Regions from separate parts of the Zea mays genome. Here region 1 is linked to region 2. Evidence: chromatin contacts called from public Hi-C data. All regions are on one chromosome and are shown on one strand. Each heading gives the region's core, a stretch centred on a gene start, on an enhancer-like site or on the middle of the called end of the contact. The rest is flanking DNA. Distances are from core to core; before and after follow the strand shown. Region 1 holds the start of LOC100284990 (ATOZI1). Region 2 holds the start of LOC103629384 (ruBisCO large subunit-binding protein subunit beta, chloroplastic).

Region 1 (2,888 bases), core at 20-2,519, 300 kb after region 2:
CCACATAAAAAATAAGTCACAAAAACTATATAATGCAGTCAACATTTTTGTTTAGGGAGTTGTTAAATGGTTGCCAAATGTAGAGAGAAAATGAGGTTAGATGACAAGTTGTTAAATTTAGAAAGTTCATTTAGAGAACTGTTGGAGAATAGTTTTCATATTAACTACCTAAATTATTGATTTAGGAAGTCTTTTAGAGAATTATTGGAGTTGCTCTAAATATGCTACATCCACTAAAAATTAAGACCTATAAAAAATGGAGCCAAAAAATACACACTAATCATGGCTTGCTGCATGCTGCTACTTCACCATGGGCACATGCACGACCACAGGTTGCTGGTGCTAGCAGCTGGCTGCTTCAGTACTGCTAATTTAAATCTATTGGATGTGATAATTATGAGTTGAGATACTATATGAACGTGTAGCCAAATATAGTCATTCTCGTGTTGCACTAGTGCTTAAATGGAAACTAAAATATCTTATGCATTTATTATAACACTGACCGAATATTATTTAGTCTACAATAACATATCCAATAGATACTCGATACCCGGTGGATACCCGATGGGCATGGGTACGGGTACAGTTTTTCACCCGATTGACTTGATGTGTATGGATATTTGTAGAAGTCTCGGGTACAATTTCGGGTTAGGTATTATTATACCCGAACAAAATCCGACCCGCTGCCATCTCTACTATTGTTGGAGAGGTTGCGGAGGCTACCATTCGCTATATTTACCGGACAGAACTCTTTACAGAATGTTCACTAAACCAAATCATATACAGAGGTTTGACCTCTTTTTGTTTCAAAGGAAAGCTGAAACAAACAATGTTCGTTAAACCAAATCACGAAAAAAAACTCGTGATCTTTTGTCAAAGAAAACAAAACAAAGATGCGTGTAGGCAGATTTTGTACTGTGCGCCTTGCTCCTCAAAAATAAATAAATGCGTTCTAGCTGACGTCAGCGACTTAGGCATCCCGCGGAGACGCGGACTGGGACCTCACGAAAGCTTTTCTGCCGGCGTAGTCAGCTTGGGCTGGACCTTAACCTGGACCTCACGAGAACCCGCGGCTCCCGCCATGGCCGGCTCGGATCCTCTCGCGCATCCAGGTCACCTGCCTCCACGCCTGCCCGGCAGCCGCGTCCTCCACGCGTGCTCCAAGTCAAAATAGGTGATGGAGAGCATTCTTCCAGTAATTCATTTGGGCCTTAAAATAGCCTGTCGTTTTGGGCCACAAGGCTGGAAGCAATCCCTTACTAAGGGCCCACGTTGGCCCGCCCGGCCCGGAGGCCTGGTGCACGGCCACGGCGACCCCAGTCAGTGTGAGATCCGAAAGACCGGCCGCCGCCGCCCACCGGGTCATCGCCATTCGCCACAAAGCCATTTGAACCCCCCACGTCTCCTCGCCTCGTTCCCCATTTGCTGCGTCTCCTTGCCCGCGCCGCCGCTCGCCGTTTGCCCCTCGTCTCCGCACCGCGCGCTGTTGGTAATTCCTCCGCCCCCTGCTCCCATTGGTTTCCGCCGGTTCGCTCCCCTCACCAGGCATCGGGGGTCTTCTCTGATCTAATCTCTGGTAGCTGCGGACGACGACTCATGTGTCGGGTATTGCCCTCTTGGGGCCGTGGGAATCAGACGACTAGATCTGTGCGGATCCGACCGATTGGGGCGCGGCGCGGGCATCCGGAACTTCACCTCGCGTGCTTACGCTGACGGCGGCGGCCCTCTGTATTTTACTGGGTTGGAGATCCGTCCATCCCAACTTGAGTCGATTTATGTCTGATTTCTTTTGTTGCTCGTGTAGGCGAACGGACGGAAATTTGGGTGGGGAGAAATTTTCGCTTTTTAATGGTCTTAGCTATATAGATATGGATGTTTGTCGTGGTTTGAATTGCACCGTACACATTACACATGACACTGTCACTGTAATTCTGGTGAGAGAGATTCGTATTGACGCATGTTTTTGAAGAAAGATTGTGGATGTAATGTTAATGTGGGATGGAGGTCACTTCAAGTATGGCGAGATTCATATTAACACTGTCACTTTTAAGCCCAGTGACTTTCTTATTTACACTTTCATTGAAGCTTTTATGTTAATCATTCATGGTTTGAAATGTTCCCATGCATATGCCGCTGTTACTGTAAGACTAATAGTAACACTTGTTTCATGAAGATGGATACTGGATATAATATACTGGTAACATAACCTGCTACGGATTCGGGGTTCACTCGTTTGTTGCTGGAAAAAAACTGTTTGTCTTTCTGCTAACAATGAAATGTTATAGCTTCCCCGGGCTTTTGTGTTGGCGATTTATCTGTTGCTAGGCTATATGTTCTGTTTATTTGTGTTATTTGTGAGGAACAGTCTATAGGTTTGCCTTGTCTACAATGCATCTGCATATGTTAGTCATTTATTCATGATTCCATTATTTATCAGACCTGATAGTCTGTACTTCAGTCCATCCTTGTGCAGCAAAAATGACGGCTGGCTACATTGTTGGCTCACTGGTCGGATCCTTTGCCATTGCATACCTGTGTGACACATTTATCTCTGACAAGAAGGCATTTGGAGGTTAGTGTCATCCTCAATAGATTTATGTTTGATATCTGTGCTTCAACCCTGTAGATTTGGATTTGATCTGGATCAGCCTTTGCGGGCACATAGGTAGCACCCCCAAGACTGTTTCTGAGAAGGAGTGGTGGCAAGCCACAGACACCAAGTTCCAGGCCTGGCCTCGCACTGCTGGGCCACCGGTTGTCATGAACCCCATCAGCCGCCAGAACTTCATCGTCAAGTCCACTGAGTAGGTTTGGGCTGGAGAAGCTGGTTCTGCGACTTGGTGCCGCCATGAAGCCAGAGTTCCTTTTCTAAGGTCTTAATCAATTGT
Region 2 (2,865 bases), core at 85-2,584:
CGGGGGCCCTACGGACCTTGGGGGCCCTGAGCGGTCGCATACCCTGCACACCCTCAGGGCCGGCCCTGACCTTCTAAAGTATATGCATTACATGGGTTATAAGAATATGACCTGTAAAACATGTATGACAAGAATTGGAGAAAAAAATATATACAACGTTATGTAATTTACGAGCTAGCAATCAAATTCTAAGTACAACCATGGTAACATTGCACTGTACCTCTCTGGCAACTGTAACACCATCGTTAACAATTTTAGGAGAACCATACTTGCTCTCCAAAACAACATTCCTTCCCTTTGGTCCGAGTGTAACTCCGACTAGGTCTGCAAGCTTATTGACTCCAGTCTGAAATGTAGGGGAGAAAAAACAATTAGCGCCTGGTTAAGGGTCAACAGCAAATCGGTATATCATAATAAATAAAAACTGTGGAGCTCACCTGGAGCTTCTTGATAGCTGAGCCATCCTTGTTGAAGTACAGCTCCTTAGCTGCTCTTACTCTGAAGTTCACCCTCCTCTGAAGGCGCACATTCTTCCCTGTTGGAGCAGCCATAAGGCCGACAGTAGAAGTGGCACCGAATGTCGAAGCCATACCTGTGCAGCAGGAGCCACATTAGCACGAGAAAGCAATCGAAGCAAGCATGTAATTATGTAACCCGTAATCTGACCACCCATCGAGCAGGAACTAACTAACAGGAGCACATTTTGACCCAGTAATGGGACACAACATCCTTCGCCTTCGCTGCATCTCTAAGTCTAAACATCATGTTCTAACTACAGTGGCACGCCAGCCACACGAGTACAGACCCCGCGAGATTCACGAGCTCCAACTGTCCGCAGCATTTTGGGTGAAGCTAGCGCTAGACAATAACTCCCCATCCCATCCCGTACCAGATCCACTCGCCACCAATCTGTGTCTTTCTACGAGAACGAACCCGAGCCAACCTCGCGCCGAAACCCATGACCCACCGGACTGGAGCTGCGCGGCGCGGGCATCCAGTTCCAGTTCCACCTAATCCTCAGAGCGCGAATTAGGGTGGTAGGGAAGGAGCGGGATGGGGACTCACCTTACCGCGCTTGCGGGTTGGAGCCGGAGACGGGGAGGAGGATAAGGCTGGCGGACTCGCAGCTGCGTCTCTTGTGTGAGGGCTGAGGGGTCGTGGCGGGGGGAGGGGAAGGGATGAGGTGTAATGTGTATACATACACGCGCCAGGGTTTAGCAGGGGGTGCTGCACATTCGTCCTTTACCTTGTGCGTATTTGCTGCAGAGTCCAAGTCAATCGCGAGCGCTAGCGGGCAGCCTCGACCATTGTCTCGAAGCGAATCAAAAGAGCACCAACCAAAGGGGTGTGCTTTTTTTCCCTTATTTATTTTCTGTCAGAGGCCTAGCTACGATCGGGAAGAGCATGCCTCGTAATTTGTTATAAATGGGCCGAGGTAGGGCCTGCTCAATAAAGCTTGGGCTAAGCTGTAAAGTTTGGAAAATAACAAAATTAATTAAAAATAAAACTAAAAACTAAAAAACGCCGTTGCCGGGGATCGAACCCGGGTCACCCGCGTGACAGGCGGGAATACTCACCACTATACTACAACGACTTCGATGCTACTATCCTCTGAGGTTGGATAAATTACCATATTCCCAATCTCTAATCTGAATGAGACGACGAGACACACTTGTAGCCAACCGAAGCTATCTTTCTCTTTCGCGCTGAAGGGTGCAGGCGAGCAGCCAACCCTCGTCCGATCCCACACACCGGCGTCTCGTTCGTCGTTCCTTATCCAGGATTCCAAGCCGAGACCACCATGAGTCCACGACGGGGCTCACACTGTGCACGCTCTACGAGACTACGACCATCCATGGCGCCTTATCCAGTATTACCGCAGCAGCAGGTGCAGGTCCGCACGCCAGCGAAGGGACCCAGTACCGGCTCATCATCACGGGCATGGACCACCTCCGATCCCTTCCGCCGTCGCCGCCGCGTCCCCGTCCGCCCCTCCTCGCTGTTCCCGGTTGCGCTAGATCCTCGAGCTCTCTCTTTGCGTGTTTGTCTCCGGCGGTTCCCCTAGTGTTTTGTGCCTTCCGAGGTTCTTTGCTCCTGGTTTTCGTCGCCATGATTAGTATTTTGAGTTTGCTAGTTCTGCCCGTCGTTCTTAGACTGGAGATCTGTCTTCGTCTTCCTCGGTAAGCAGTCTTTATTGTTTGTTTTCTCTCGAGGGTTGGTGTTGGTTGGTTCTGGTTTGGTTGGTTCTTCGCGGGCAGGTGTCTGGTGCGGAGGTGGGGGTGCGGCTGGTTTGTGGTCCCTTCTCTGTCATGGGCAACCTCTCCTCGGGAGCCGTGGCCCATGGTTCTTTTGCTCCATACTCGACGATTTTATGCCAGGAATCCGGCCTCCAGCACCCAACTTCGTCCACTCCTCTAGATCTGGAGGGTGAAGCGGTACAGATCTCCAATGTAAAACCTATGCAAATAATCAATTCACAATGTACAAACTAGATTTTGTCTAAGTGTTGCTATCTCTACCGCAAAAGTTAAGCTTCAATCTAAACAATCTAACTAGAAAGATAAGATTGGAAGTTAAATGCTAAATATAAATGCGGAAGCTAAAGAGAAGGTAGATATGCAATTCCCGTGTATGACGCATGTATTTTTACCGAGGTATCCGAAACCGCACAAGTTATCGACTAATTATCGTTGGTGTCCCTACGCAAAAAGAAGCCCACATGAGGGTCAAACACCTCGGTCGAGTAACATCATACCTGTCACGGAACCTCCTAAGATATTAGGCCCACCTACAGATGTCCTTGTCCTAAGGACCTCAGACAGTCATGCAGATGCACCTAATGACTCGGCAAGTTCGGTTATCTGT

Evidence for each region. Hi-C and Micro-C count contacts between places; a contact is called where the count stands out from the background.
Region 1: a Hi-C map of tassel shows a contact between it and region 2, with 2.9 times the contacts expected there. The contact joins the promoter of LOC100284990 here to the promoter of LOC103629384 in region 2. A contact is called at or near these places in 8 of 25 Hi-C or Micro-C datasets (bundle sheath, ear, leaf and 1 more).

The regions. Positions count from the first base shown.
Region 1 is chr6:68,155,614-68,158,501 of Zm-B73-REFERENCE-NAM-5.0, forward strand. LOC100284990 (ATOZI1) reads left to right here and starts at 1,270. Exons shown (of 3, transcript NM_001157885.1): 1 at 1,270-1,489; 2 at 2,459-2,572; 3 at 2,666-2,888. The coding sequence starts at 2,479. The coding sequence ends at 2,808.
Region 2 is chr6:67,856,395-67,859,259 of Zm-B73-REFERENCE-NAM-5.0, forward strand. LOC103629384 (ruBisCO large subunit-binding protein subunit beta, chloroplastic) reads right to left here and starts at 1,335. Exons shown (of 14, transcript XM_020539251.2): 1 at 1,066-1,335; 2 at 438-592; 3 at 221-346. The coding sequence starts at 590. It overlaps TRNAD-GUC (transfer RNA aspartic acid (anticodon GUC)), which reads right to left and starts at 1,594; the gene lies at 1,523-1,594.